Regions from separate parts of the Mus musculus genome. Here regions 2, 3 and 4 are each linked to region 1. Evidence: chromatin contacts called from public HiChIP or PLAC-seq and promoter capture Hi-C data. All regions are on one chromosome and are shown on one strand. The core of a region is the stretch at or near the end of the contact, and the rest is flanking DNA. Distances in the headings are between cores, read along the strand shown.

Region 1 (8,000 bases), core at 1,430-3,929:
CTTCCTCACCTTCACCCTGGGAACATCTGGATGTCTGTCCTAACTGTGTATATATGGTGATTAATATTGACGGACAGTTTGGCAGGATCTAGAATCACCTAGAGGTGAGCCTCTGGGCATGTCTATGTGGCCGTTAGCAATCTAGAAGATTGAGCTAACTGTTGAGGTGAAAACCTCACTCTAAATATGGTTGGCATCAGGCCACATGTGGGTGGAATCTCAAGTTGAAAAAAAGGAGATAGTGCCTTCAATATGGGTATTGCTTCCTTTCTGTGGACACAACGTAACCAGCTGCCTATCTCTCCTGATAGCATGAAAGGTATCCCTTCTAACTATGAGCTAATACAAACCCTCCCTCTCTTATGTTGCTTTATCCTCGGATACTTTGTACTTTGTCACAGTCCTGAGAAAAGGAGCTGATTTGGAGTGGTACTGGTATGTAGTTGGTGAAGCCAGAGGGAGACTGCTAAATACTGGATGGTTACAATGCACAGGGAGTCCCCATCACAAAGAGTTGTCCATGTCCAAATGTAGTAGTGCTTAGACTGACACTTAACATAGACTATGTAATTTAGAGCTGTTTCCTTGGATTCTACCCTTGAACTTAGTCACTGAGGGGACCTGGAGTGATGTGGATAATTCTTGTTGCAAACTCATCTTAGTCTGTGGAAGAACATTAGCCAAGGACACAGTTATTATGCGCTGATTGTGGGTAGACCCTTCGCCCCTCCAGTTTCCTTTTGAGTTTCCTTGGTGCTGTGATTGGCAGCATCCTTGACAACAGTCCTTCTTTCCTGTTTAGCCTGTTGGTTAGTCACATGGTGGGGTAAATTTTTACTGCATGTCTTTGATGTCTAATTTCCTTTAGTATCCAGTTCTTCCGTGAAGCTACCCAAGGCGTTAAGTCACCCCATGTCATAATCTGCCGGATGCTCATGTCTGGATCCTAGACTCAATGGATCCTGGTTCAGCATTGCAGGCATGATGCACATGTAAGTTTCGCTTAACATATTATACAAAGAAATTCCCTCCGTTCGTACTTTCAAAGCCTACTTATGAAATGCATAGAAAAATAGACTTAGTTCTTACAATAACCTTTAGATCTATCATGATGGTTCCTGTTTAACATTTTGTAGGACAGGGGCCCTGGGAAACCCCAGTGGTTACAGAACCAGATGTTTCTCACTTTGAAGCCACGCCTTACCCTTCCAGCAGACATGTGCCACATTCTGCCTCTACAGCCCACGTTTAGCATCCACTCACTGTTGCATCAGTGAACAAGGCTGTGTATACTGAGCAATCACTTCTAAGACTGGCATGGACCTCATTTAGCTGGTATTCAGGGAACTGAGCAGGGCTGTCTCCTGTTACCACGCTTGGGTGTAAGATCTATCATGGCACACTCTAATGCTGGCAATAGTAGCGTAACTTTCTCCTCCATGACTTGCCTCGGTACCCCTGACCTGTCTACATAATCAACAAGCTTCCTTTTGGCTGATTTTTGGAGCTGATATATTCCCTACCTACACACAACACACATTCACTGAAATCTAATTGCTTTCCTGCATCCACCATACCTGCAGGAGATTTGTCTCCTGCCAATACCTTTCTCACCTAGCCACTACATGGTTTTGTTTCTGACCTGTTTAACACTTCCTTCATAGCCATGACAACAAACACCACCACCACCACCACCAACAACAACAACAACACCCTTTCCTACTTCAAGCTCTTCATGTAGACCTAATTTGGGGGCTTCCCCCTTCCCCAGTGGCATCTATAAGAGATGTCTCATGTCTGACAAGTTTTCTCCCTGCCTCCCTCCCTCCTCTCTCACAACTTCAACCTTTCTGGCTTAAGAGCCCCTTTGTGATCCTTACAGATACTTGCAATCACAGATTTCTATTACTGTTTTACTGTGGCTCAGCTACCCAATGAAGGTCTTGTTCCTCTGGCCTATGAAAGGCTATATTTTCTTCCTCACTACAAACTGTAGAGATCATAAGAATCAATTAAATGCATTGAGGAAATGGCTAGCCATACAGAATAGGAGGTACCGCATGCCCACCACAAAGCTGTTTCTTAGGACTAATACAAAGGGGTTTGGGTGTCTGGGGACAAGATTCAACTTGTTAAAAAGAAAGCATGGAAAAAACCATCTCAGAGAAGGGGTGTGGGGGAGGGTTCACACACCGGAGACAGTGACTACTTATTCACTGCCCACTGTCTATTCTTCAACTGCTCTGGATGGGATAGTTGCTGGTGGGATTCTGGGCAGCAGGGAGATCTTGAGTTCGCAAGAGCTTCAGGTCGTACATCTTTTCATCAAAGGTTCAGGGTTCCCACCTGGTCAGGGCAGGGGCAAGGATGTGGCACAAGAAAGAGAGCTGCAGAAAGTTTCCAGCAAGCCTTGGGTTTCTTCACCCTGTCACCAGAAGACACGTCTGAAAGTAACGCCTCTTACCTGCGCCTCCAGCGTCCAGGCTCATCTCTCTGTGCGCCTGAGCTAGGATCCCAAGGCGGACCCTGAGAGCTGCCCTCCCTCTCCTGGCGGTGTGTCCGTCCCTCCCTCCCCTTGACTCCCACCCGGCCTCCCCGCCCCCTCTGTTCCCTCCCTCGGAGCCCAGGCCTAGAAATCCCACGCCCTTTACTGCACAGGAGCTCGGACGAACCCGGGGAAACCTCCGGTCGCCAATCACGGAGCGGAGGAGAGGCGGGCGCTCGGCTCTAGCGCGCTGGGGGAGCCAGCTGGCTGCTCTGTGCGAGCCGCACACAATCACTCTGATACCGACAAGCGCCCAGACCCGCGAGCATCACCAACAGAGTTTCATAGCCACAGGCGCTGCAGACCGGGCTCTGGCAGAGCTCCCTACACCCCGAAGCACCTCAGGCCCGCGAGGCTAGAGCAGGGAGGAGGCTCGCAGGCTCTCGTGCTGCCATGTGAGCGGCGGCGGCCACTCGCACCTGGCGCCACACCTGGGGCTCCGCTGCCCGCGGGGGACAATGCGCGCCTGCCACAGTCACCGCGTCCGCACCTGACCATGGAGTGCGCCCTCCTGTGCTTGTGCGCCCTCCGGGCCGCAGGTCCCGGGCCGCCGTGGGGGCCCGCGGGACTGGGGCGTCTGGCCAAGGCAGGTGCCACCACCGAGGGGCGCGCCGCACAGCGGGGACGAGGGAGGCGCCCGCCCCGCGACGCTGCTCACGCGGCGGTGTCACCCTTTTCTTTCTTGCAGGCACTCCAGCTGTGCTGCTTCTGCTGTGCTTCGGTGGCCGTCGCCTTAGCCAGTGACAGCGGCAGCAGCGGTGGCAGCGGATTAAATGATGGTTCGTATTTACCCTCTCTCTGGGTACTCCACCATCCCACAAGGGTTTCCCCTTGCACTTTGGTCCCCTTTGTGTTAGCGTGAGATGTGGTAGGTTAAGGAGCATCTCCTAACCTGGCAGGTGTGTGCTGTCTGAGCAAAAGGCTCCCTGGTTAGAAAGAGGGAAGCGCAGCAAGGTCCTGTGAGCTTATCAGAAAATCAGTGCCTCAAGCTACGAGTCACAGAGATGAGAAAATAATTTCCCTCTTTCACAGATGGCTTGTTAAGAAAAATAAATCCGAACTTAAGTAAGAAATTAGAGAGGAAGTGGGCACCGGGTGGGGAATTGATAAAAGGCTCCTTCGTTTCCTTCCTCCGCTGGGAAAGCCACAGATTGAGGCTGAGAGGGGTGAGTGTCTCCCCTCCCCCACTCCACCCGTGTTTTCCTTACTGCTGGTTTCCCACTGAATACTCTCTCTTCAGTGACATCGCCTCACGGATGCCCAAAAGATGTCTTCTTTTGGGGGAACACCCTGTCGCAAGGTGCTTTAAGTCCCCCCCCTTTTTTTTTCTGTCTTCCAGCTTCAAAGATCTAGCACACGCTTCGGTTTTCTCATTTATTAACTCCACAGAACTCATAGAGAGAGAAAAACCCTTGTTCTCAGTGTCTCCCACTAGCAGCAAGAGGACAATTGATGTTTGCCCAGGGCTCTTTAGCAAGACCTTACAGGCCACCATGGCTTTCTGGGGATTCTAAATTTTTCATCTTTGTAGAATTGAGTCCTCTTGTCCTGGTGCAAGGGCTGACTCTGGGACTGAAAGCCACTAGAATTATGTGTAAAAGCTTCCAGAGATTGGATGTTTGGAGAATAGGAGACCCAGAAATGAACTGGACCAGCCAGAGTCTATAGTTTCTAAAACTTCCTTCCTGTTCCACCAGGATCTAATGGCTGGGGAGCTCTTCTGTCCCAGGCGTGGCCCGAAAGTACTTCTGTATTTTGTTTTTGGAGGCAGAGTCTCATGTAATCTAGCTTTGGAAAAGATGACCTTGGCCTTAGGGTCCACCTCCTTATTGCATGCCCAACACACCTGGTTTATGTAGTGATGAGGATTGAACCCAGGGCCTCATGCATGTCTGACAAGAACTCTGCTTACTAAGCTATATTTCCCAGCCCCTGAAAGGACCATAAGTAGCTAGCAGAGCACAGCACATTGGTTCCCCCACCCCCACCCCCCAACCTCTCGGTGCTCCCTCTCCAAGACAGGACTGAATGTAACCAACAGCCTGTATGTTCCTCTCTTGGAAACAAACTTGTAGCAGGTGTCTGGGGTAGGTAGGGGGTGAGGGGTCTAGATGATTGGCTAACACGCCTACATGGTCTTCCAAGTAAGAGCAGGTGCAATCTCAGATGGCCGTGCACAAGGAGGTAAGAAACACACACTGTAGAAACCGGAAACACACACTGTAGAAACCGCACATATGTTGGAAAAGGTTATTATGTAGTTAGGTATGACTGGTAGATAGAGAAAATGGGTTTTCCCTTTTTAAAAAAAAAAGCGAGGAAAGAAAGACGGCTTTAATCAAAAGCTACATACCTGCAGAACAACATATCAGAAATTTTTGAGAACTAAGATGTGTGCTGCTCAGTTTTAAGGGAAAGAGAAGGGAAACACATTTTTTCCTTTTATTTTCTGAAGAATATGTCAATGATAGGGTGTTTCTAGTTTCAAGGAGAGAAGGAGAAAATGAAAGAACCATAAAAGAGCTGGCCACACCTTAAAAGTCACAAATGGTCCTGTTGGGTGTCTTTACTAATTAAGCCCAATTAGAATTGTGTATTGTGTATCGATCTCTACACACCCGAGACTCCCTGATTCCTTAGCATCTTCTGTTTTTATTTCATTGTTGTTGACTGTTCAAGGAAGGGAATCCCCCTCCCCCCCCTTTCTCTTCTGCAAGCCAAGGACCCAAGTGACTCAAACATGCCTCTTAGTTGTTCGGAATCTTTCTAAACACTTTACAAATTAGTTTCCCATTCTGTGCCTAGAAAGTGGAAGTTTTTTTTTTTTTTTTTTTTTTTTTTTTTTTTTAATTCACACTGGGCATGCTCCACATCATCTTCTGGGACGATGCTTTTCAATTCCAATGTTTTGTGAAAGAAAGCAGCATACTGACTTTGCTCTTTCCTATAGCAAATTGTTTCCTCGCTGCCCAGCTTCCCCTAACCCCCCCACCCCGCCCCTGTACACACCCCCAGATCACACAGCAATTAGTGCTGTTCAGGGGAGCCAGGGGGAAGGCATTTTTAAACATGCCTTTCCAGGTGTCCCTGATCTGCCACGCCCCCTCCAACAAGTCTGAGCAGTTCCAAACATCAGCCTCTATCTGGATGCTTCTGATGGTTTGGAGGCATGTTTTTTGCCGAGGTTGTATTTTAGGCCTGGGATTAAACAGGAGAGTCCCCGGTGGAGGCTTCTTGAAACACTAAGGGAGATCCAAATGCTGGCGTGAGTAGCTGGGTGCCCCTTGTTAATGAGCCAAGGGGATAATCAGAAACAGCATATTTTATGAGTCATTCACAATTTAAACTCCATCAGGAAAGTTTCTAAGTTGGACCTAAACAAGGCTATCAATCAAATCCATCCTTTATACTGATTTTTTTTATCAACAATAATAAGTTACATATGATTACATATGGCTAATATATGAAGAGCCCCTGTATTTCCTTTCAGACTGAGAATTGACCCTTCACCCAAATATCTTTGAGATTTATCAAAGTTGCACTTAGCTTTTGGTTTTTGTAGGGTTTATTTATTTTTTAATGCTAGGCAAGTTCTGGGCCCCTGAGCCCCAATCCCAGCTATAGCATAAGCTGGCAGAGCCCGATGGCTCAGAATGCAGTGAGCCAGCCTCTCTGAATTCTCTTCACTGTTAGGTGCATGGAACAAGGTTTTTTGTGAGCTTCGGGGCAAGCTGCTGGAAAGTGGCCCTTTTGGCATCTTGGGCTCTGGGTGCTGACAGCTAATTTTTTGTTTTCCCATTACAGATTACGTCTTTGTCGTGCCAGTAGAAGTGGACTCGGGCGGGTCATATATTTCACACGACATTTTGCACCACAGGAAAAGGCGATCGGCACACGGTGCCAGCAACTCCCTGCACTACCGAGTTTCAGCATTTGGACAGGATCTACATTTAGAGCTTAAGCCCTCGGCGATCTTGAGCAGTCACTTTAGAGTCCAAGTACTTGGAAAGGACGGTGCTTCAGAGACTCGGGAGCCTGAGGTACCGCAGTGTTTGTATCAGGGATTTATCAGAAATGACAGCTCGTCCTCTGTGGCTGTGTCTACGTGTGCCGGCTTGGTGAGTCTGCCCTGCTCTAATGGAACTCGTTCTTTCGTGTTTTGTATAACTTGAATGAACAGATGTCCAGCGCATTAAGCTCCCTCTAGCCAACTCCACACATTCACACTGTCAGCTCTGATACGTATAATATTACAGATAATTATAAATTAGATTAATTGAATTAATCTAATCTGGTCTCTGGGAGCAGAAAAAAGAAAGAAAAATGAAAAGCAAAGAAAATATAATAGAACTTTAATGAGCATTTAGAACATTCTTTTGATGTTTAATGGCCTGGGCCCTTTCATTCCCCATGTTTGAGACGATCCCCAAGGAAATTAATTTGATGGATGCCATTCGCTTTGCAACGTCTTGGGAGACCAGGCATTCTACAAATCTAACCGGCTACATGCATCTCTGTTGCTTTGAAAGGGGAAAACTGCATTTTAATCTAGAATTGTGTTCAGCAGCCAGAGTTAGCCTACCTTCAACATGATGGAATTAAGGGGAGGGGTTTTTCTTTGTTTTTGTTTTGAAATTCTGTTGGTGGTGTAGTAGTTACAGAAGGAATCCTCTTAAAATAGGAGAGGATGTGTGGTACTGGCAGGGTGAAGCATGGCACCCTTGGAGGCAAGAAGTTTAAAAGCCCTTGGGACTCGAGCCTGATTTCCTTTCCATATAGTCTTTCTGTGTCAAACACCAGGCTGAGAATATCCACGTAAATGATATTCAGAATCCAATCAAGTAGACAAGGCAGTAAATGACATCCTAGGCTCTCATTTCATGTTGCAATGGAGAAATGTCTCAGACTGACAGCAGAGTTGGGATTGGAGACACGTGATGATCATGCTGTGGCATGGGCGGAAGGAAGAAAATTTGAGAGAGCCCAATTGGGAATTAGCTGGGGATGTACACATGGGATACAGCTTGGCTAAGCGAGAGGGGTGGCTTCGGGGGTGGGTTGGTGTAAATGAAGGTTCCCATATTCTCAAGGGTTAAGTTTTTTTTTTTTTTTTTTTTTTTTTTTTTTTAGTTACAACTTTTTTATTCCTCACATATTGCCCTGAAATCCAGCCAAAACCCTAACCACAGCCATGGTATTCTTTAGCGTGTTTAAATGACAAAATAAAACGAGTTAGCAATACCCAGCTAATCTCAATTCAATTGAATGATGACTGTCTCAAAGATTCCCTGGGTGTTATGACATGCTTACACACACATGTACACGCACATGCATGGACATATCTTAGTGTTCATCCTTTGTTTGTGTCTGTGTGTCTGTGTGTGGTTGTGTGTGTGTGTGTGTGTGTGTGTGTGTGTGTTGAGTCTTCTGCTGGGTTTTGGCTTTCCTCCTTGTG
Region 2 (8,000 bases), core at 2,478-4,977, 1.9 Mb after region 1:
ACCCCGTCAGGAGCCCGAGGGACCGCGGCTACCTCATTCCTGTCTTCTGAGACCTGCCATCTTACAACATTTCTGCGAAGAGCCCACCGGACACTTTCAGGCCTGCATGTTTCACTTCAGAGACAACGGTTTTTCCAGGGCTGGACTGCACAAAATCCACGCCTTCAAAGCACCGAGGGAACCCACAAACACTAGTTTGTGGAAAGGTCTCAGGGTGGCCGGAGGCTGTGATTTTCGTTTTGTTTTGTTTTGTTTCTGGTTTTGCTTTGCTTTGCTTTGCTTTGGCCTTGAATTTCAGGGAGACAATTACTGTGAGTTCATACATCTTTGAAAGAGCCCCACCTCCGGTCAAGCGAAGAGTCTTTTGAGCTGGGACGCCCTGCGCACTCCTATCTCCTATCATAAGCTAGCCGCTTTCTTAGCCTCCCCAGGGGCTCTCACAAGAAACACGCAAGCCCCGAGTACATTCTACTCCTAGGTATCTACACAGTGCCCATTCAGAACTTTGATTTCCAGAACTGAAGCCTCTTAACTGGAGACCGAAAGGGGGCAGGCCAGGACCTAAATACAAGCGGCTCAGAACCGCGTGCTTGCTGGCGGGTAACTTAAGGGCAGGAGGACCAGACACCTGCCCTCAGGCTAATAGGTGGGGGTCTGTCATCAGCTCAGCTGAACGGCCCTCTGTTCCTGGTGCGGCTGGCTCTGTGCCCTGTTTCTTGCCCTCTGTCTGTGCCCCTGGGATGGCGGCTGGAGTCAGAAGCGCCTGCTTCATTCAGTCCGTCCGCCTACCCCCTCCCTGCACCAGGGGAGGATGGTGGGCTTCTAACAACTGGTTCTTTCTCCCTGGCTCTCACCCAACAGCCTGGCCACTCCTCCTTGATGGCCTTCCCCCTTTCTGAAAGGATGTGGGTGACAGAGGGGTTGTTGTTGGCATTGGCTTCCACTGCCTGACAACCGCAGGGTTTATTTGGAGGCTGAGCTGAAAACTCAGTTGTTTTGCAGTTCCCTTGATTAAGGAACAGAGTACTTAACAGAGGGGAGGCTCTGGGGGAAGGCATGAGGAGGGTGAGGAAAGAGGCTGAGCAGAGCATCTAAGCCAGCCTGGCCATTAAAGGAGTGACAAGAAGCCTAGCCAGATAGCCCTGTAATCTATAGAGGTATGTATCTACAAAGACATCTACTCTGCATCCAAAACTGTTATTTGGCCCCGTTCCTTCCCCTAGCAAGTGTGCTCTCCTAAAAAACTCTGCCACATCATTAGCCCTGCCCTGAAAGGACTTCCCTACCCCATCCCCCATGCCTCCAGGTCTAACCACAAACACTCCTCACCACGTGCCTCAGTTTACCTTGGAGACATCCTTCTGTCAGGCTGAGCAAAGTAAGAATTTTGAAAATAAAGCTATTTTGAGTATTCAGGGAGAAAAACTCTCTGGTACTAGTTTCTCCGACTTAACACAGCTGATTATGTGCCTGAGTGGGGTTTTTTTTTTTTTCTGAAGATATACATGAAAAAAATGGTCTCTGATTTCAATTTCAAAAAGGTTATGAGATGTGGCTCAGTTGGAAGAGCGCTTGCCTGGCACACTTGGAGCCCTGTGTTCCATCCCCAGCTACACATAAACCTTTATGGTGGTGCAAGCCTATAACCCCGGTGCATTGTGGGTGGAGGCAGGAGCAGAGAAATTCAGGATCATCCTTGAGTTAGAGCCCAGCCGGGGACACTTGAGACCCTATCTCAATAAAATAAGGAAATGGGGTTGGGGCATGATCAGAAGTATATTGTATGGAAAAAAGATAGCAAGACACAGAAAGATGACCAAAGATACTTTGCATTAAATTAAACTATCCTGTGCAAAAATTGTACTGAGAACTCAATGATGTTTTATAACTTTCTAATTAAAATATTCCAAAAGAACGTTTCCCTTGGCTTCTGAACGGCAGGGACCCTGGGTGTGTGTGGGGTGGTGACGGTGGAGAATAGGGAGAGAAGAGCTTCCCCGTGGTTCTGACTGACTGACTTTAATAGCCGTCCTCTGCCAGTGCCCTGCCTAAAGACGCTGGCGCTTTTGTTAGGTCTTTGGCAAAAGTCCCCTAGTAACAGAAGATTTTTTTTCATTGGAATCCATATGGCAAGTGGGAGGCTCAGGCTGGAAACTTACAACTGTGTTTGGTGAGTATCAGCTTTTCAGATCAGATGTTGGGTGGTTCTAAGCCTACTTGGCACAGAATGGCAAAAGGAAAAATAGTGGAAATATATACAGAATTGCAGCTGAGCTCTAACCCAGAGTCTGAGTTGATTACTCATCCCGGGAAGGTGGATGGGGAAAGGTCTGATTTTGTCACTTGATCCGTTCAGATTCTGTTTGAGTGAGGTGAGGCCTGGGTCCCCCCTACTCTGTTCATTTCTCCCCCCCCCCCCCCACTTCTTCACATTCATGCATTTCAAAGTAAGTTTTGTACATTTTTGGCCAGGTAAATTCTAAAAGTGTCTCCTGGAGAAAATATGTAAATCTCACGAGCCTCGATTAAACTTATTTAATGTTATGGAAACAGGGTCTTGGAATGTAACCCAGGGTGGTCTTACACTTCAGGTAATCCTTCTGCCTCAGTTTCTCAAGTGCTGGAATTAATTACAGGAATGATTCACCAAACCTGACTTTAAATTTTTGTTTTACTTTTCAAAACAGGGTTTCTCTGTAGCCCTGGTTGTCCTGGCACTCACTCTGTAGACCAGGCTGACCTCGAACTCAGAGACCCACTTTCACATCCCGTGTGCTGGAATTAAAGGCCTGTGCTGCTACCACCCAGCTCTGAAGAAAGTAACCGCCATCTAACTTTACCCAGAAGTTAGTAGACAGCATTCTCTTAGAATGCAGCTATTTATTTATTTATTTGTTTATTTATTTTTGTGCTCATTGTAGCTTCCCCGCCCCCTGTGGTAAATACCACTTCTTTGAAAGTTATATATAAATCTTCATTGTTGGTTTATTTCCTTAAGATAGATTCAGAAAGAAGTTACTAGCTCAGAAAACTCATGGTCATGGTTAAGGATCCTAATTTTATCTTGCCAAGCCGCAAGCCCGGAAAGGCTCCCAGAAGGGACTTGAACCCCCACCACGGATTTACAAATCTCCCACAAAGCCCTGCCTTCTGCATATGCTTGGGCTCTGCCCTATTACTTGTTAAGAGGAGAAATCTCTTTTCTGCGATGTGTCCAGTGTTTATCTGGACCTGCACCTCTGGGTAGAGGCGTGTACCCGAAGGGGATGGCAGCTGCAAAAACTACCTGTTCCCTCGGCCCCTCCCGACTCCGCTGTTGTTTAGGAGGCATCCTGGTCCCCCTGGCATCAAGGTGTCTGTTTGGATAGTTGCAAAGATGCCACCCTCAGAGGAGGGGGCAAGATAAAGATTCAATTTCCTGCACAAGGGCCTTTTGTCCTCTGGAAGCTTCTTCCCTCGGGACAGATATTTTCGGTCCATTAGTGGGGCCGAGCGGTGGCTCTGCCAGCAGGCTTGATGATCCATCCACCCCACCCCGTGGGGGGCGGTCAGTGTTCCGGGAGCCCACCTGTGTCCTCCACCTTCCTGCCCTCGCCCCCCTCCCCCGCCCCCGGGCGTGGCCCACCACGGTCACGCCTGGGAAGGATAGAGGAGCCCTAGGCCAACTGGCTGCCTCCTTGCTCCGATCCCGCCCTGGCTCCCGCCGGCGGCCCCAGGCAAAGAGCCACCACCGACTGAGCGGCTCTTTGTGTGCGCCCTGGGTGCGCAGCGCAGAAGCGCAGCGGGCAGCGCAGGTAGAGCGGGGCCGGGACGGGGGAGGGGACGGGGTGCCTGCTCCAGGGTGGGGGGCCCGGGTCTTCGTGATAACTAAGGTTAAGGATAACTAAGGACTCCTGCACCCCAACATCTCGTTCTTACTGCTCTTCCGGGATTCCTATCTGGTTTTCTCCAAGTGTTTCTTATATGTTAGTACCCCATCGGTGCCCTCTAGATTCCCGGGCCGATGTCACTGGATGTCCCTTCTTCGCTGTGGGATCGTAAGAACGGAGTCTGTCCCCGTGGATTCCCAGGGAAGAAGGACTGCTTGTGGGGTAGAAATCGGAAGGGACCAGTCCTAGGAGTCTTTGTTGAGCCTGGGGAGAGAGCGGTTCTCCTCTGGGCGGCAGGGCCAGTTCGTGGGCAAACTCCAAGCTTTCGGGTATAGATGAGTAATCAGGTCTCCAGGTGGGATGTTCCATTTCAAGGAGGGATTTGGACTGAACTGGAGACGCAGCTCTCGTAGCTCACCGGTCTGACAGCTTAGCCAGGCTTGGTGGCGAGAGTGAATTGTGTATAATGTGTGTCATAGTGACAAGTTATGGTTCGCAGGGCTCTTGGAAATGGTCAGTCCGCCAGGGGCTTCACCCCTCCTTTCCCTCTCCCATCCACTAGTAGTGCATCATTTTAAGCTTGCTCAAGAGCTTTGTCACAGAATGCTGAAGAAAAAAATTAGTTTGCAACCAGATCTAGAATTTGGGTCTAGTGGCTTGGCTTTTCGATGTTCAGTCTTGGACACAGCAGTGGGTTTTCTTGGCCGCAGTATGTGCTGTGCGCACCCCAAAAAATGTTCCTTTCTCTTTCCTCCTAATACATAGCAGGAAGGGGAAACAAATTCAATTCCCCCCACACTTCGGAAGGAGGGCTTAAGGGTTCTGGGATTTGAGGCCTGATTACTTGGTACGGTCCAGGCTGTCACTGTAGCCCAGGGTGGCCTGGCCTCCAACTCATAAATTCTGGGATTACAGGACTGTGTTGCCATGCTCTTAGCTAAATACACCAAATGCTGTCTTTTTTTTTTTTTTTTTTTTTTTTTTTTTTTTTTTTTGAGACAGGGTTTCTCTGTGTAGCCCTGGCTTTCCTGGAACTCACTTTGTAGACCAGGCTGGCCTCGAACTCAGAAATCCACCTGCCTCTGCCTTCCGAGTGCTGGGATTAAAGGCGTGCGCCACCACGCCCGGCTAAATGCTGTCTTTTTAAAGATGAGGGAATTGAGGCTCGAACACGGGGGGGGGGGGGGGGGGGGGGGTAGGGGGGGAGGCTGGGGCTAGGCTGACTGGAAGCCCGGGTGCAGAAAGAGCTACATACAGGGAAGAGAAGACAGTGGGTGGGGTGACTCGTTCTAGTCTCATTTTACGAAGGAATCTGACATAGGCTATGAACCCAAAAGCCAGGCTTCCAGCCATGATTTCTCAGTCTTCTGTGTTGTGTGCACTTGTGTTTTCTCTGCCTGTACTAGCTGCCTTTTGTTAGAGTCAGAGGGTCATCAAAGTCTGTCTGGACTGCTGTGCTAGGGGTTTTCTTATGTGAGGAATTTCTCTTAGGTTCATAGAATAATATAATTATGACTCAGATCACAAGATCACCTGACTAGTGGTTTTGTTTTTTGTTTTTTGGGGTGTTTGTTTGTTTGGTTGGTTGGTTTTTTGTTTGTTTGGGTTTTTTTGTGGTTTTTTTTTGGGTTTTGGTTTTTTGGTTTTTCGAGGCTGGGTTTCTCTGTATAGCCCTGGCTGTCCTGGAACTCACTCTGTAGACCAGGCTGGCCTCGAACTCAGAAATCTGCCTGCCTCCCAGGTGCTGGGATTAAGGGCATGCGCCACCACTGCCCGGCTAAGACTAGTGTTATTTTAAGTGCTTTAGAAATATGAGCATCCCCGTCTTGAGTCGGAGCCCGTAAGTTAGGGATACTATGTCCTCTGTTTTATCAATCTAAAGTAAAAAACAGGCACAGAGAGATTAAGTAACCTGGTCCCTCCGATGGAACAGGGTCCAGCTTCTAGCCTCACTGGAGGACACACGCCATGTAGATTTGCACAGACAGGAGTATACTGGATGGTACTGACAGCCTTCAGCATCACCTAAGACAAGTCCATATTGAAATTTCTCCCATTATCTTTAAGATAGCTTCTAGAGATCATTTTGTCTTGTTTTGTTTCAAATTGAAGTATGTCCTACGACACCGTTTGACTGTTTCAACTTCCTTTCTTCTCAACTAATCCTTTTTAGTGACGTCATTGACTTGGGCAAATACTTTGCTCTTTTAAACATAAAGTCATTTAAAAATTACTCAGAAGGCTGTAGCTGGTCTTTTGCTACTTTTGGGGTTCTTTTCCCCACCCTTCATCCTCTCTGCCTTCCCCAGTTTCAGCCTGAATCACTCCATAGGAGAGAAAGAGAGAGATCCTTGAATCTAATTTCTTTTTTCGGTCTTTGCTCATAGCTGGTCTTTACTACTTTGTGGGGTGCTGCTTTGTCCCACCCTGTATCCCCCACCCCCAGTTTCACTCACTATTGCTAGACAGAAGAAAGAGAGAGAGAGAGAGTGTGTGAGAGAGAGAGAGAGACAGAGAGAGAGAGAAAGATCTTTGAATCTAATTTCTTTTTGTTTCTGCTTGGGGCACGACTATTAACAAACCACAACCAACCCACCTTGAATGACTGCAACCCCCACCTAGTGGAGCTCTAGTGTTTATAGACCCTCTGAAAAGTTCCCAGAATTCCAAACATCACACAATCACAGAAACTATCTGCAGCTGGTTAAACCACGCCCCTGCTAGAGCAGGAGGCAAATCAGAGTCAGCCACTGGGAAGCAGCTCCACACGTGATAGTAAAGCAAAAACACGTTCTGGTTTCTCTCTGGGGTTTGCTTTGTTTGTTTTTCCAAGACAGGGTTTCTCCAAATAGCCCTGGCTGTCCTGGAACTCTGTAGACCAGGCTGGCCTCAAACTCAGAAATCCGCCTGCCTCTGCATCCCGAGTGCTGGAATTAAAGCCGTGCGCCACCACCGCCCGGCTCTTTCTGTGTTTTTTAAAGAGCCTAAAATTCCAGAATTCTCATCTCAAAGGGTTGTGCATGGCACAGGTCTTTAATCTCAGAGACCCGAGCAAGATGAACTGAGTTGGAAGACAGACCACTCACTCCACAGCATAGCACATTCCAGGCTAGACAGAGCTACTGAGTGTGATGCTGTCTCTAAGTAAATAAACAAATGAACAAACAAACAAATATGAATAAATAAATCAGAGAACATTCTAGATGCTCTCTATAAGGGCTCTGCCAAGGAAGCACGGGGATATGTTAAATGTATACTCCCTATATAATATCCTGTGTTGCTATGGGAAGGAGCTTCACAGTTCAGGATCCCTCTATATGATTCTATGATTTTTAATAATTCTTTTTTTCTCAAAGATTTATTTATTATTATATGTAAGTACACTGTAGCTATCTTTAGACACACCAGAAGAGGGCGTCATCTCATTATGGACGGTTGTGAGCCACCATTTGGTTGCTGAGATTTGAACTCAGGACCTTTGGAAGAGCAGTCAGTGCTCTTAACTGCTGAGCCATCTCTCCAGCCCCTAATAATTCTTAAAGATATTTATTTTATGTGTATACATGCATTCCTGAGTGTATCTATAGGCATCAAGTGCATGAAGGAGCCAGGAGATTAAAAAAGGCATCTGATTCCTTAGAACTAAGGTTAGTTCTTCCCTACCCCCCCCCACCCCACCCGCCCCCCCCCCCCCCCCCCGTGTAGTCCTGGCTTCCTGGAACTCTGTAGACCAACCTGGCCTCGAACTCAGATCTGCCTGCCTCTGCCTCCTGAGTGCTCTGGAGTATACCAGCACTGCCTAAGAGATTTTGCTTTCATTGACAATTCCTGACTCAGAACAGCTTCTCTAAGGCAGATCAGATATCATATAAACTAGAATTTCTCTTTTCTCCTCCCAAGTCAGGTCATAAAAGCTCAAACTCACCTTCCCCCCCTCCCCCCCTCCCCCTCCCCCTCCCCCTCCCGCAGTGCACCTTGGAGCTTCTGGTTGTCCAGGAATTGTCTGAGTGCCTTGTCTAAAGTAGACAGAGTATCTTGAGGGGTCTTGCTCCATACCCCATGCCCTGGAGAAAGGAATGCTGCACAGAAAAGTCAAAGAATCTAGACTGACAGGCTCTGCTGGGTTCTGCA
Region 3 (8,000 bases), core at 3,397-5,896, 1.9 Mb after region 1:
CTGAATGAAGGCTGAGAGAGGCAGAGGGATGACAAGACCTCCAGAGCTATAGGTGGCACAGAAAGGTAGCACCCAGTGGCTCAGGCTCTGAGTCTTCAGGCTCTGGCTTTCCTATCCCCTCAGGCCAAGTATTTATTGGCTTGTCTGAAGCTTCTGCTATTCTCCCGAACTTCCTCTCTACCAGAGACCAGAAATAGATAGTACAAAGATTTACAAAGAAACAGTACCAAGACAATAGCCAATCTTTCACCTTAATAGAAATAAGATATAAAATTTGACTTAGCTCTCTTTTGGAACTTTTTCTTTTCTTCTTTCTTTCTCTCTCTCTCTCTTTCTCTCTCTCTCTCTCCCTTCCTTCCTTCCTTTTTTTTGATAGAGTCACTGTAGAGCCCAGGGTCACTGTATAGGAATTCTTTAATTCCCAATCAAACTAAGAGCTGTGTGTGTGTGTATGCGTATGTGTGTGCATGTGGTCCAGTATGCCACCACATCTGGCATCTTTTGTAGTTCTCAGTGAATCTTGTTCCTACAAACTAGGCTAGCCCCCTAGCTAGTTTAGGTCACTAAATTAGATGTAACAAGGAATCCCCACTGGGGAGACACATGAAAGCTGAAATATGACTCAGGGTTTTAAATGCCCAGTCATTAATGGGAAAGGAGTAACCAAGTCTCAGCCAAGCTAGTCGATTTTCCTTCCCCAGGGGAGTTAAAAACAGGCTGTGAGCTACATGGCCCCTGCCTAAATTCTGGTCCCTGGTAGAGAGAAAAGGAAACAGTTTAAATGAATCAATGAGACCCAGGGCTGGAGAGATGGCTCAGGGGTTAAGAACACAGATTGCTCTTCCAGAAGTCCTGAGTTCAATTCCCAGCAATCACATGGTGGCTCACAACCATCTGTAATGAGATCTAATGCCCTCTTATGGTGTATCTGAAGACACCTACAGTGTACTCATACAGATAAAATAAATAAATCTGTAAAAAAAAAAAAAATAGATGAGACCCTCATCGCAGGCCTCAGTTCTACCTATGGCTTATGGCCAAAAAAGTTGTGAAGGATTTGAGGAGTAATTTGTTGAGGGCATGGGGTTTGCACATGTGTGTGTGGAGGCCAGGTCAACACAGGGTATCTTAGTCAACTTCTGGGTGCATGTTAAAGTCCAGATCTGGGTCTGGGGAGATGACTTACTCTGTGAGCAAGTGGACCTATGTTTAGATCAGTAAGCTCAAGGTTCAGTGAGAGACCCTGTCTCCAGATGTATGCTAGAAGGCTTAAAGTAAAAGCTCTAGTCAGGAAGCCTTACAACCTGAGTGCTAATGTGGAAGAGAATCAACTCCAGATGTTGTCCTCTGAACTTTACACAGATACAAGCACACACCCATATACATCAAATAACACCAGATACTCTTAAAATTAATTCAAACATAAATGCCCTTAGCCATCCCCTAAAGCTATTGATATGCAAATTAAGAGTTGGGTGTGGAATAAAAATTTTTTAAAAGTGAAAGTAGCTGGGTGTGGTGGAGCACGCCTTTAATCCCAGCAGTTGGTATGCAGAGGCAGGTGGATTTCTGAGTTCAAGGCCAGCCTGGTCTACAGAGTTCCAGGACAGCTGGGGCTACACAGAGAAACCCTGTCTCGGAAAAAAAAGTTGGGTGTGGTAGCTCATGCCTTCAATTCCAGGGAGGCAGCAGGATGAGTTCAAGGTCAGCCTGGTTTAAAAGTTCAAGGACAACCAAGGCTACATAAAAGAAACAACCCACAAAAGTCACTTGATATGCACTCACTGATAAGTGGATATTAGCCCAGAAACTTAGAATACCCAAGATACAATTTGCAAAACAAGAAAAATCAAGAGGCAAGACCAACGTGTGAATACTTCATTCATCCTTGGGATAGGTAACAAAACACCCATGGAAGGAGTTAGAGACAAAGTTTGGAGCTAAGACAAAAGGATGGACTATCCAGAGACTACCCCACCCAGTGATCCATCCCATAATCAGTTACCAAACCCAGACACTATTGCATATGCCAGAAAGATTTTGCGGAAAGGACCCTGATATAGCTTCAGTGAGGCTATGCCAGTGCCTAGCAAATACAGAAGTGGATGCTGCTCACAGTCATCTATAGGATGGAACATAGGGGCCCCAATGGAGGAGCCAGAGAAAGTACCCAAGGAGCTGAAGGGGGTCTGCAACCCTATAGGTGGAACAACAAAATGAACTAACCAGTACCCCCAGAGCTTGTGTCTCTAGCTGCATATGTAGCAGAAGATGGCTTAGTTGGCCATCATTGGAAAGAGAGGCCCCTTGGTCTTGCAAACTTTATATGCCTCAGTACAGGGGAACGCCAGGGCCAAGAAGTGTGAGTGGGTGGGTAGGGGAGCAGGGCATGGGGGGAGGTATAAGGAACTTTCCGGATAACATTTGAAATGTAAATAAAGAAAATATCTAATTAAAAAAAGGAGGAAATAAACTATCTTGAAAAACCAAAAGAGAGAAAGAGGGAGGGATAGGGAAAGAGAGGAAGGGAGGGAGGGAGGGAGGGAAGGAAAGAAGGAAGGAAGGAAGGAAAAGGAAAGGAAGAAGTTGTACTAAGAACACCTCCTATGGTTTGAGTTTTATAAGCGGCGAATGGATTTCCAAGCCACAGGCCCAGCTAGCAAACACTTCTTACCTGGACTGTGGGACTGTCTTGTCCACAAACAGGAAGATGGCCTTCTCGGAGGGAAGCTGGATCCTTTTCCTGATGATCCACATGAACTGAGCCACAGTGATGTCCGAGGGGACCAAGTACTTCCTCTTGTCTATGTCAACAATCTGAGAGCCCGAGACTTTTTCCACGATCACCTGGGAAAGACGGGTCAGAAGCTCAGGCCAGTCCTCCACAGAGCAACTTTTGCCTGGAATCCACAAAGGCTGCTACCTGGTTCCCAGCACTGTGAGAGGGACGGCGAGGGAGAGCGAGCTCCAGCACTTACCCACAGGGCTTGATTGCTCCAGTCTGATGAGCAGAGTGTGGACAAGGCAGTGTGTGGGAAACGGCACAGATGAGTAAATCAATATGCCCACAGCTCAAGAAGCCCCGCTCTGGAGGCCCAGAGCTGACTGATATTCCTCATTTCTGATCTCAGCGTTTGTAAGAGAAGCACAGCTACAAAGCTTTCTATCTTCTTCCAGAGACAGGGTCTCTCTGTTAGTCCCAGATGTCCTGGAACTGTAGACCAGGCTGTCCCCAAACTCTGAGATCAGCTGCCTCTGACCCCTGAATGTTGGGACTGAAGGCACGTGCCACCCCACTGCAAGGGTAGCTCTCTAACATTTTATCTAGGCCGATGAAAAGATTGATCTGGCTAGGGTTTCATCTGTCATCTTTTGATCCATAGATAGACCCTGTTAGAGCATTCCAATCCCCAACAACACTGGAAAGAAATGGATGAACTAAGGGCAAAGCTATACAACTACAGCCACCCAAGAGCCGACATTTTCATTTGGCCTGTTGCTTCTCTCTGAACAGTTAACATTTATCCTCCTGCTTCTCAAAGGGACTGTTTACAAGCAAAGCACTACAATAGTAAGACTTTATGTCCTTCAAAAATCAATAGTGATATCAGAAACGATCGCCCCAACTAGGGCAGAAAGCAGAAATAAAGCAACATACTTATTGATTAGAGGCAAAACGAGAGCATTTCAGATTTGTTAGTCAAACAAGGATGGCAGAATCAGGGTAAAGAGAAACTCGAAGTTAAAGGTCCAGCGTTAAAGATGACTACCTTGAAAGGATGCTACCGTATCCAACCCCAAATGCCAGTCTCCCTCCACCATCATTCCCCAAAGTGGCAGTGACCTGTTGCCCTGTCCTAGAACACGGTTCCTTACATAATTGGTGAGGGAGCCGAGAGGCTGCAAGCAGCTTGCTGCCCTAGATCGGGAGATTCAGCACTGGTGCCCCTGGACAGCACCAGCCCCTTAAGCCCCAAGCTTGGGCCGGCGGAACCCCAGGCTGTCCTCGGTCTCTGGGCTACACCTTGAGACCTTAAGTTCTCAACTGTTGCACGGCCTAGCGCGCCCGCCCGACACCTCTCCTAGACGCTAAGGGTGACAGCGGGGTGAGGGGGCGGGGAGTCCACACTCACCGGAACTCGGTCGGGGTACTTCGCTCTGATCTTCGCGGATTCCACGCATCTGTGTTCTGGGGAAGAAGAAAACCAGGCTGACATTCGCACTTGCCGGACAGCAGGGCCGCCGCTGCCGGAACCCCTTCTTCCTGTCCGCCCTTCTCCGCCCGCAACCTGCCTGCGTGCGTACGCCCCGAGTCCTAGCCCCGGAGTCCCTCGCCACAGATCCCCTCAGGAACTCCCAGCGAGATCCACGTAGGGCGACACGGGTCCGTGGGAGGCGCCAGGATGCCGGGGCCTTGGCGACCCAGCGGGCCCGGCAGGGCGGCGGGAGTGGGGGAGGGGCCGCGATCTGGGGCCCCGCAGGCCGACCGCGCTTACCCAGAGAGTGGTCCTCCTTAAACATCCACTTCATGGCGACGGGAAGCGACGGAGCCGGCTCTTCGAGCCGCGGACTTCGGCGAAGCGACCACAACAACAACGGAGGCGGCGGCGGCAGCGACGACTACTCCACAGGCGGGACTTCCGGCTGCCGGAGCCTAGCAACCTCCCGGGGCGGGGCTTCCGGCGGGCCTGGTAAGAGCTTCAGTAGGCTACGATTACGTGAGAGGGCGGAGCCTAAGCGGAGACCTAGGAGCGCTCCTGGGAATGGAGACTGACGTAGGTGGCTGGGAAGTCTGTGAGTGACAGTGGAGACTTTAGGAATTAGTGACTGGAATGGAGTTTCAGGATTGTGCATGACAGGCAGGTCATGGCTCATAGCTTGGAACGCTTGTAAAGGGCTCTGGAAGGGGAAGTCTGGGGCTTAAGGAGAAATGAATATTAATTTTTGGCTGGGTGAGAAGGCGGGAGCTCGGCATGGAGGGATAACCTGTTCCAAGCGCTGTGTGCAACGAGTACTGGTGACCACCTAGAGGTCTAGTATAGGAGTTGTTGCACCTAAAATTTGATTTAAACAAATCTCACTTCCCACTCACGAATACATATTTTAAACATTCATGAACACTTATGAACAAGTACCACACATACTCATTTAGTCAACGGAATATCCCTGATCACAGAGATTCTTTATCGGAAACTGTCAGAGGCGAAGTGCCAGTGTCAGGCGGGGAGGATTCCTGGGAGAGCTGGTCATAAGACACCCTAGGAGAAGGAGCTGGCAGTGGGAGTGGCTCGGCACTAACCCTGAGCTGTGGGTGTCACCTGCCCTAGGCACAAGCCTCGAGGTTCCACCCCTGTCCAAGTCGTAGCATAGTCATCCAGGAAGTCGGCTCTGGGTCACCATCTGTTTATGCACTGGTGAACACAGAACATGAATATGCAGTTAATCGGCCACCTGACCACGTGCTTATATGATCTGCCGCATCTGTAGAGCCAGTGTTTGAACCTTGTCATCAATCATTCCCTACAGTTGAAATTCCTGATAGATGCTGTGGCTATAACTTCATTCTGAAAGTATTTGTTATTTTCCACTGGGGGGAGGGGAGAGACTCAGTTCCCAGCAGGTAAAAACGCTTGGTGCCAAGCCTGCCAGACGGAGTTCAATCCTGAGGACCCAAGTGATGGAGGACAACCTGTTTACAAAGGTTATCTTCTGGCCTCAAGGCATTCACTGTGGCAAGCCTCCATACACATACACACCCAGATGCAGGGAAGATAATGAAAATCTTAAGGAAAAAAAAATTTAATTTAAAGAACTTTTAAAACTTTGTGTTAGCTGGGTGTGGTGGCCCATGCCTTTAATCCCAGTACTTGGCAGGCAGGTGGATTTCTGAGTTCAAGGCCAGCCTAGTCTACAGAGTGAGTTCCCAGACAGCCAGGGCTACACAGAGAAACCCTGTCTGGAAAAAAAAAAAAAAAAAAGACTGTGTCTGAGCAACTAGGTGTTTGTCTTCTGCAAAACAAAAAATGCATTGAGTGTTATGTTGCAGACATAACACAGTGCTGTTCTGGAGACTGGGAGAAATCCATGGAGCAAAACAAACAACACCCCTGCTGTAGCAGAGCTTTTGTGCCTTGGGAACAGAAACTAAATGTCAGGTGATGACAGGTGACATTTAGAAAAGTAAAACAGTGGATGACAAGAACATGAAGCACTGCTGGGGTGGAGGGCTACTACAGAAATTGTCAACTGCCAGGAACACAGGGGACCCCAAGTGGCTAAAGAAATGAGAAGGAGTGGGACGAGATAAGGGTCAGAAAGATCTGGAACAAACCGGTGTTTTGAGTTGCACAACTGTGACTTTTACCATCAGGTAACAAGAGCTTTTAAGAAGATCTGTAATGCATTCAAGCATTTTTTTTTTTTTCAAGATAGGGCTTCTCAATTTAGTCCTGGCTGTCCAGGAAATCACTCTGCAGGGCAAGATAACCTAGAACTCAGAGATCTGCCTGCCTCTGCCTCCTGAGCTCCCGGAACTAAAGAACTTTGCCGACACGCCCAACTCATTCAGACATTTTTTTTAAACGATCAGGTTAACCTGGGAGTGTAGTTCAGAGATGGAGCACACCCAGGCCTGGATTTAATCCCCAATGTAAGAAAGAGAGAGACGGGAAAGAAATCACTAGCTGGAGATTTAGCTTAGCCAGTAGAGGACAGCATGCCTGAAGCCTTGGGTTCAATCCCTAGAAACACATAAACCAGCCTGGAGGTTTATACCTGAAATCTCAGTTGTTTGTTTGTTTGTTTGTTTCTTTTGTTTTTTTGGGGTTTTTTTTTTTTGGTTTTTTTTTTTTTTTTTTTTTTTTTTTTTTTTTTTTTTTTGGTTTTTCGAGACAGGGTTTCTCTGTGTAGCCCTGGCTGTCCTGGAACTCACTTTGTAGACCAGGCTGGCCTGGAACTCAGAGATCCACCTGCCTCTGCCTCCCCAGTGCTGGGATTAAAGGCATGAGCCACCACGCCTGGCTTTTTGTTTTGTTTGTTGAGACAGGGTTTCTCTGTAGAACAGCCCTGGCAGTCCTGGAACTCCCTTTGTAGACCAGTCTGACCTTGGACTCAGAAATCACCTGCCTCTCTCTAGGGTTAAAAGTGTGTACCTCAGCCGGGCATGGTGGTGCATGCCTTTAATCCCAGCACTTGGGAGGCAGAGGCAGGCGGATTTCTGAGTTCTAGGCCAGCCTGGTCTACAAAGTGAGTTCCAGGACAGCCAGGGCTACACAGAGAAAAGCTGTCTCAAAAACAAAAAAAAAAAAAAAAACAAACAAAAAACAACAACAAAAGTGTGTACCTCTATGCCCTGTTCACCTGCAAAGTCAATCAATGTGGAGGCAGGAGAGTTGGGAATTCAAGGTCATCCTCTGGTATCATTGGGTTGAAAACCATCCTGTTTCAAATCTATTTCTCAGGGGCTGGTGAGATGACTCAGGTAATAATATCTGCTGCCAAGACTAAGGACCCTTGAGTTTTGTCCCTAGGACCCTTGTAATGAAAGAAAAGAAGTGAACCGGTCAGTGATGGGGCTCACCTTTAACCCCAGCTCTCAGGAGACAGAGGTAGGCAGATCCTATCTCTCTGAGTTCAAGGACAGCCTGGTCTAAGAAATGAGTTCCAGGACAGCCAGGGCTACACAGACAAATCTTGCCTTAAAAACAAAAACAAAAAAAACAGGCTTAAGAGGCTGAAGTTTAGCTCAGTTGTAGAGTACTTTCCTACTATACACAAAACCCCTAGTTCGAATCTCCAACTGCAGAAAGGGAGTGAGGGAGAAATTTTTCAAAGCTGGTCATTATTGTGGAGAGCTTTTGGGGCCACTTGGCGCACAGGAGTGGGAGTGGGGGGCACTTTGACATTGGACCAGGACAAGGAAGTGTGCTAAAGGGAGGAATTTGACATTGAGCCAGGACAGGGAAGTAAGCTCAGGCCTGAATCTGATTTGGGGCTAGAAC
Region 4 (8,000 bases), core at 2,072-4,571, 1.3 Mb after region 1:
TTCTCAGAGAGAGGTTCAGCGTGTCTTCTGTCATGTGATCCCTAAGAATGAAACCAAAACAAAACCCTCCCCAGGCTTACTAGTTATACCCCACCCTTCTTATAGGGCCAGTCAGCCTCCCAAAACTATCTTGGCATTTAGAATTTGTAGCTTCTTAAGAACAAGTGTAGAATAAATAAATCATCTTTCCCTTGTTCTAGTACCTCTGTCTTAGAAGGAAGTGAAGAAACCAGAGAGATGCAGGAGCACAGCCTCTCAAACAGCAAGCCCATGAGCAAGGATGCCTGCCACTGTGTTTGCACAGAAGGATGACTCAATGTAATAACAAACTTATCTCGACCTGGACATAGGCTAAAATCTTAGGGCTGGTTTCCAACTTTGAAATGTCATATGGAACACCAGAAACAAAGAATATAACCCACTCAATATATTTCTTTTTAAATATATAGGTACTAACTAGAGTCATAGAGTGTTACTGGCACATGAATTAGTAATGTGTACTTACACATAAGTGTGTGTGTGTGTGCATGCACGTGTGTGCATGCACCCCCATGCATATGTAAGAGTGGGGAGGAGAGAGGGTGGCTGTATTTGCATGGAATCTTTCTAATGCAAATTTCTCAGATGATTAAGTAGATCAATTAATATTCAAATTAGAGTTCACCTAATCCCAGGTTTACAGAGTCCCCTAGGCAAATGTTCTTATTGTTACCCAAAGGCCAACTCAGTGGATGACAGATTTTTCTCCTTGTGAGTCACTTGTAAATAAAGAAGAAAGGTGTTTACATTCACCTGAGAGGCAGGTCTTTAATTTTCTTTTGCTTATATGCAGTTCCCCCGACTTTACTTGTGGGATTTGAGATTGATTCACTTCTTATTAATAAACAATCTGGTTCAGGAGAGTTTGGGGAAGTCTCATAAGGCAACTTTGAAATGCTTGTGCTGATTCCAGTTGCCTGCCCTTTGGTTAACGCGCACCCCTGTTCATAAACTCATAATACATTGCTCCGTCTTCCAAAACTGATACCATGGTAGCATACATTTTTCTATCCCAACCCAGCAACAAGTGAACCTTGACTCCTCCAAAATGTAAAGAGTGAGGAATAATGTAAAAATTAGGAAATGAAATCTTTTGTTCTACGTTTGCATGTCACATTGTCAAAATGCCAATAAGAAATTAACTAAAAGTCACCTTAATTTTCGGAAGCCATTGAATTATAAATTTGGACACTTGAAGAAAAGTTAACTCTTAAATAGGTCTGCTAACTAAGAATTCCAAGTTTAATGTTTAAGTGTTCTTGTTCACTTCAGTTCTAGGCTCTCCACATTTATCCAATGACTTCATAGAGAAATCGAACCCCGATGGATACAGATCCAAGGTTGAAACGGCACCCGTGGGAGGCCCAGGCAGAGCTAAGCAGACATGAGCACTGGCTTCTCCTCAAATCTCAGCTGCTCACTTTTTCCCTGGCTGAGATGAACGAGGAAGGGAAGCCTTTTAATATGGATCTTCCGGTGACACTCTGTACCACATTGCAAGCGAGCAAACAAACATCCGCAGCTCACAGCCCAATTATTCATATTAATAAACTGCAAAAAGATGTGCAGGCAAGGCATAGGGAAGACAAACTGGGTTAGGCCAGCATGAAGCTCTGCCCAACTCAAGGGAAGAGCTTGTGTGCTTCGCATCGCAACAGTGACCTCTAGTGCTCCCTCTCTGATGAACCCCTGCAGCTGCAGAAGGAATTACACCTTTGCCACAGAACTTCAACTGAGCGGGTAGGTGGGTTCAGGTCTGCTGTGTATCATCCTTGTTTGTTTATTTGCTACAGCGCTTGTCAAGGCCATCACCCACAGGACCCTCTAAGATTTTGGCTAGGTGAAACTATACATATTTTACTGATTTAATGGGATTCCCACACATTCGATTTGAAATTGAATGGGAAGCACAGTCCAGCCTAGGAGTGAAGTTCTCTCCTTTGCCTTTGCAGAGTGGCAGGTAAATTCTGACATTAAATGAGCTCCTGAAAAATCATCAGTGGGTGGACACGAGCTCGTGGCAGTGAGTTCCCTGTGCCTTTCCCTCGTGAGGACTCTACAGTTAAGGCAAAAGAGGGTCTATGGCAAAGAGAGTTACCAATGTCTTGTCTCTCAAACCTAAAGCTGTCAGTAAGGCAGGTCCCATCCATTCCTGAGCAGGACTTATAACCCTTTCTTGTAAAGCAGAGAAAGAAATAGAAAGTTGTGTGTTTGCTTGGCTGTTTTTATCATACATAAAAAGAGGAAATTCTTCTATCTAAAGAATCTAAACCAAATATAAACTTTTAAAACTTTTCCTATTTCCAATGGCAAGCTGACGAAAGAGTTGGGCCAGGGTATTTTGGATGATATTTAAATTAAGCAACGAGACCATAACAAATGTTCCTCGAATCAATGAACTCAGCACTAAGACAATCAATCACAAATACATGAAGTTGAAAATTCAACCACTAGAGAACACTACTTAAGCGGGTGGTGGGGGAGGGGGAAGTCACCTGCACATTTCCCTTTAAGGGAGATGTAGGGATGGGTACCCATCCAGGAGTGCTCTTCTGCCTGAGGACACAGCTCTCCAGTGCTGAGCTGTGCCTCCACCAGTTCTGCCTGCCCCTGCCCGCGAAGTCTGCAGTATGTCTCAGCTATTAGCCTGCACCATTTCAGAGATGCAGCCAGCCACTGCTAAATCGCAAACTTCAGAAATCTCAGCTAATGCAGCAGAATATCAAGTCTGCGGGTTGTTTTCCTGGTAGACAAATAATCCCAATGAAATTTAATGACCTCAAGACAGGCGCAATGGAAGACGTTCCCGGGCTGGTCCCCCGATTAAGATGCTAATTTAATGTTTTACTAGAAGTTGAGTCTTCTCAATGAATATTCAAAGAGAGTGAAATTCTGCTAGTAAAAAAAAAAAAATCCAAATAACATATTGCATATTTTGACCAGACCAAGAGGAACCCGATCATATTTGCACAATTTCCCTGTAGTGCTTTTCCTAGCCCCGCAGCGATTCCAGTTGAAAAGATTAATCGTGAAAACAACAGAATCAAAGTTTTGCGCGGAGCCCCCCTGCAAGTTTTAAATCATTTGCTGTGTACTTACATGAATTCCCAGCTTCCACTCTGTTCCAATTTTGAGTAGACAACAGAAGTAACATCTTGAGAACAGCTCCAGCGACAGATCCCATATTCATAATTTTTGAGCTCCCCAAAATATCTCGAGTGGCTCTCAGAGCGCTGGAGACAGGTTCTCCTCAGTCCTTCACCCAGCACTGACTGGGTCTTCAGTATCTCTAGCTCTCTGGATCTCTTTCCTCCCCCTCCCTCCTCTCACGCGCGCGCTCTCTCCTCCTCCTCTCCCTCCTCCCTCCTCCCTTGCTCCTCCTTCCTTCTCTCTCTCCCTCTCCTCTCTCTCTTTCTCTCTCTCTTTCTTCCCCACCCTCCTTCTCCCCTGCCCTCAGTACTGGTTCCTCACAGAAAAGCAACCAGCTTCTGTCCTAACAAGCTTACACACTGCTGCCGAGGCCACGCCCACTCCTCGCACCGGTCTTAGAAATTTGCCCCAGCATCCTTCCTCCTCCAAAAAGCACAGCAGCAGCCAGCAGCTTTCTGAGCTCCGCAGCGGCTGCAGGTGATGGAAGCTGGACCTGGAGGCGCTGCCCGCTGCCCGCTGCTCCTGGCCTCCTCGGGGCTCCCTCCCCTCCCCTCTATTCTCCAATAAGCTTTAACCCATTTTGTGCCCTGCCACCCTTTGGGGTGAGGAAAGCAGCCAGGCAAGGAAGCCTTCTGATTTTCCGCAGGTCTTGTATTTGGCAGTACCAACCAACATAGTGAGCTATTTCCTGATTGCCCGGGAGTGTATCCAGGTAAAACTGCATTATGTTTCAAAACAAAAGCATAAAATAAGACAGAAATAACGAAGCAAGCGTTGGTGAATTGTAGCTAAAACTGTCCTCCGGGAAAACGCGTGCTGTTTTTCTCTGTTTCTATAAAACTATTGCCTTGTGCTCCGGTGCCAGGATTTTATTACGGAAATTCCTCACATGGGAACAGACATTCCTGCTTGGCAGATATTTAAAAATCATCTGATAATAGTCTGCGAGAAATTAACATTTCTTATTTTAGTTGGTGCTTCAGGAATACAAATCCACCCATGAAGAGTTCTCTGAGTAGACTGAGTTTTATGAAAGCATCCTTCTGGAAATAGGCAGCATTCCATAATCATGTTTCTTAATAGTAATTCCCAGAGGGCCCAAAATGGAAAATTATGGAATACTGAAAAAGGGAACCCCCTCCCATATGTGTGTGCGTGCACACACACGTGAGTGCACACACAGGTACACACTCACGCGCACACATTCACACACTGACAGGAATACATACTCACTTATACACACTCACAGGCACACATGCATGCACATATACATGTGCACACACATGCATACACTCACACACATATGCACACACTTATACATACTCACAGACATACAAATGGGTGCAACACACACTCAGAAAATCAACAACTACAGAGAATATTCTTCCAGTGGCCACTCCCTGGGCACTATTGCTTGTGTAGAATATTAAAGCACTCAAATGATAAAGTTAAGACCCCATACAGAGCGGCACATCACATGGTGTCAGAGAGGGTAAATCATCTCTTTAAAATAAATGTCAAGACGTCTTCCTGCTGATTTCCTGGGCGTCATCAAGGCAGGAATCCAGGAGCTCTCAAGCAACATCTTGGTGTTTGGAACCAGAGGCAGCCTTGCTGGGCTATGAAAAAGGGGGTGGGGTGAGAGAACCATCCATAAACAAAGCATAATTATTTAGCTCTTGACTTCAAACAAAGCCAAATGGATAGTTTTGTTTTTCCTATTTTGCAGGTGGAAAACCAAGAACAGAGAAGAGAATGATGTGCAGGATCATTGAGTTAGGAAGGAAAGAGGAAGCTAGACTGAGTTTTGTTTTTGTTTTGTTTGTTTTGTTTTGTTTTTTGGGGGGCTAGGGGGGCTCTGATTCTACCAATTTCATCCTCAGCCTTGCTGCCCCCATATCAGGGTTCACAGTACCCAGACTAACTCCTGCAACAACAACAAAAAAAAAACCCAGTCCTTCAAACCAGCATCAGTGAAAAGAAAGGTAAGGTCTAGATGTTTGCTGTGCTCCTACACCTAAATGCCTGGCTTTTGCTTTCTGGTCATAAAATATCAAGGAAAAACAGCTATGCATTAACGATCTATATTAGTAAGTATTGGGGGGCAGTGATTTCATTGCACACAAGCTATCTGCCACCTATTATCTAATTAAATTCTCAAATCAATATTTTGAAGGAAATGTGCTGTGCCTACAGAAGGGAGAGACTGGACCTTCTAGCCCTCAGTGAGACTGAGCCCTCAGTGAGACTGAGCTGTCCAGGGTACTAAAAAAAAGAAAGATGGAAAAACGTGAGTACAAAGGAAACATTGGGGAATGTAGTACAGTTGATAAAGTACTTACCTAGAAGGCACAGAGTCCTAGGTTTGACCACCCACACTATATAAACTATGTATGGTGGTACATGCCTGTAATCCCAGCAGTTGGGAGATTGAGATAGAAGGATGAGAAAGTCAAGATCACCCTCAGCCACATAGCAACTTTGAAGTGATTCTAGGCTATTTAAGACTGTCTCAACAAGGAGGAAAGGAAGGAAGGAAGGAAGGAAGGAAGGAAGGAAGGAAGGGAGGGAGGGAGGGAGGGAGGGAGGGAGGGAGGGAGGGAGGGAGGGAGGAAGGAAGGAAGGAAGGAAGGAAGGAAGGAAGGGATATGGACTTGACATTCTGGTCTATAGGCCTATAAAATTGTTGCCTTGGCTTTCCAGAAGGAAGTATTATCATCCTATTAAGCTTATCATGGTTTGCAGAAAACAAATGAGGAAATTTAAAGATTAGTATTGGATGAAAATAGGAATACACACACACACATATTATATATATACACACATATATAATTGAAAACTTAAGTCAACCTGAGCCTGACAGCACAGGCCCAGACCCCAATCATTCCAGAGGCTAAAGTAGGAGGACTTCAAATTCAAGGTCTCCCCCAGGCAATAAAACAAGTTTAAAGCCAGTCTGGCTGACTCAGTAAGACCTTATCTCAAAAATAAAAGGTGGAGAGGCTGGAGTAATGGCTCAGTGGTTAAGAGTACTTCCTGCTCTTGAAAAAGACCTGAGTTCAGTTTCCAGCACACACTTGGAAGCTCACAACCATGCCTAAGCCCAGTTCTAGGAAAGCTGATGCCCTCTTATAATGGTATCTGTGGATTCTGCACGCAATTGGTGCATATACATCTATGCAAGCAAAATGTGCATATACGTAAAACAAAAATAAATAAATCTTTAAAAAAATGAATAGCAAGATGGCTAGTGAGTAAGAGCATTTGCCTCTTCCAAGCCTGGTGACTTAAATTCAGTCCTCAGATCCCAAATGGTAGAAGGAGGGAATTAACTTCACAAGTTGTCCAATTGTCGTCTGACCTGTAAACATGTGCTGTGGCTTTTGCACACATATTCATATAACACACACACACACAGAGACAGAGACAGAGAGACAGAGACAGAGACAGACAGAGACAGAGACAGAGTAAATAAATAAGTATAAAATGTTCTTTCAGAAAATAAAATATACACTAAAAATAAAATCTGGGTATGTAGCTCAGTGCCTAGCAAGCAGGAGGCCCTAGGTTCAGTTCTCAGTGTGAAATATCTTAGGTGCTATTCAAGAGAGACCTTTCACACTGATAGACCAATTTCTTGAAAGCTTGTGCAGATTGGAAAGCACTGTCATTTCGAGTCCCTGTAAAGCCCTTTACTGTCTATTGACCACGGAAGGAGAGAGCTTATACATGGGAAATAGAGAAACCTAAATGTGAATGTATCTCCCACTACCATTTTGATGAAATATCTTGATGGCATTAGTTTTTGGTTTCCTTATTGGCAAAAGCAAAAGGAAAACACACACACACACACACACACACACACACACACACACACACACACACATATATATATATGAAATCATTGGTGTGCTTTCCTTGAGGGGCTGGGAAGGTCCACAACGGTGTCCTATGGAAAGACAGAGAATGTGGTAGCTGCCCAGTCCATAAAGCTGGACACCTTGGGCCCAGCTCTGGGGGCCTGGAGAGCTGCTTGTATTAAGTCACACAGAAAGGCTACAGCAGCTGGAGTCTGATGGCCAGTGAACAAAAGAAGCATCACTCAGTCAGAGTGGACTGAGTCCTGCTGGTAGACACGCACCCACTTCTCCAACAACACCCCATCACTCAGAGCACCAGTCCACTAGGTATTGCCTCCCACACTCAGGGCAAGCCTTTTTCTCCCAGTCATAGCCCCACACATTAGTTCTTTTAGGAAGGAGCTCCATAGACATGCAGAGATGCATTTCATGGGTCTTTGACATCTGCTAGTCCAGATGTCAACCATCCCAATGGTTCAGTTGTGTTTAATATCACCTACACTCACATCGTCATCCAACAGGTCTCTCAAGAGTGTGTTCATCTTGCAGAGCCAAACTTCTGTAGTCATCAAATACCAATCCCTCCACTCGCTAGCCCTTAGTAATCATCTTTCTGTTCTATGTTGAGTTACAGAGATAGTTCAAATATACAGAATCACAGGATGTGCCCTTCATAATGTCTCAGAGTTCATCACATTGTACCAAGTGACAAATGTCCTTTAAAAAAAAAAACATGATATTCCATTGTGCATATAAGCCACATTTTCTTTCTTCCTTTATGGGGCAATGCGCGTTACAATGCTTCTATGTTTTGGCTATTGTGAATAATGCTGAAATGAAAGAATACTTGCAAGTATCTCTTCGACATCCTTTGAAATATATAACCAGAAGTATAATTGATGGATGGCATGTAAATTCTGCTTTTGATTTTTGTGTGTGCATGTGTGTGTG

Evidence for each region. Promoter capture Hi-C pulls out the DNA fragments that hold promoters and counts their contacts. HiChIP or PLAC-seq counts read pairs in DNA pulled down with a chosen protein or histone mark.
Region 2: a promoter capture Hi-C map of hippocampal neurons shows a contact between it and region 1, with 2.7 times the contacts expected there. The contact joins the promoter of Chst5 here to the promoter of Adamts18 in region 1.
Region 3: an H3K4me3 HiChIP or PLAC-seq map of embryonic limb bud shows a contact between it and region 1, with 11 times the contacts expected there. The contact joins the promoter of Gabarapl2 here to the promoter of Adamts18 in region 1. A contact is called at or near these places in 1 of 39 promoter capture datasets (hippocampal neurons) and 2 of 115 datasets of contacts at active chromatin or transcription factors (astrocytes and embryonic limb bud).
Region 4: a contact with region 1 is called in a promoter capture Hi-C map of liver, with 6 times the contacts expected there. The contact joins the promoter of Cntnap4 here to the promoter of Adamts18 in region 1. A contact is called at or near these places in 6 of 39 promoter capture datasets (the 3T3-L1 cell line, hippocampal neurons, liver and 2 more) and 1 of 9 other capture datasets (liver).

The regions. Positions count from the first base shown.
Region 1 is chr8:113,843,518-113,851,517 of GRCm38.p6, reverse strand. Adamts18 (a disintegrin-like and metallopeptidase (reprolysin type) with thrombospondin type 1 motif, 18) reads left to right here and starts at 2,679. Exons shown (of 23, transcript NM_172466.3): 1 at 2,679-3,131; 2 at 3,234-3,324; 3 at 6,350-6,663. The coding sequence starts at 3,042.
Region 2 is chr8:111,905,926-111,913,925 of GRCm38.p6, reverse strand. Chst5 (carbohydrate (N-acetylglucosamine 6-O) sulfotransferase 5) reads left to right here and starts at 3,727. Exons shown (of 2, transcript NM_019950.2): 1 at 3,727-3,794. It overlaps Tmem231 (transmembrane protein 231), which reads left to right. Exons shown (of 7, transcript NM_001033321.2): 7 at 1-1,919.
Region 3 is chr8:111,937,349-111,945,348 of GRCm38.p6, reverse strand. It overlaps Gabarapl2 (gamma-aminobutyric acid (GABA) A receptor-associated protein-like 2), which reads right to left and starts at 4,646. Exons shown (of 4, transcript NM_026693.5): 1 at 4,497-4,646; 2 at 4,134-4,189; 3 at 2,675-2,847. The coding sequence starts at 4,530.
Region 4 is chr8:112,565,364-112,573,363 of GRCm38.p6, reverse strand. It overlaps Cntnap4 (contactin associated protein-like 4), which reads right to left and starts at 3,321. Exons shown (of 24, transcript NM_130457.2): 1 at 3,139-3,321. The coding sequence starts at 3,229. Gm26994 (predicted gene, 26994) reads left to right here and starts at 3,789. Exons shown (of 6, transcript NR_132433.1): 1 at 3,789-3,901; 2 at 5,073-5,174; 3 at 5,366-5,479.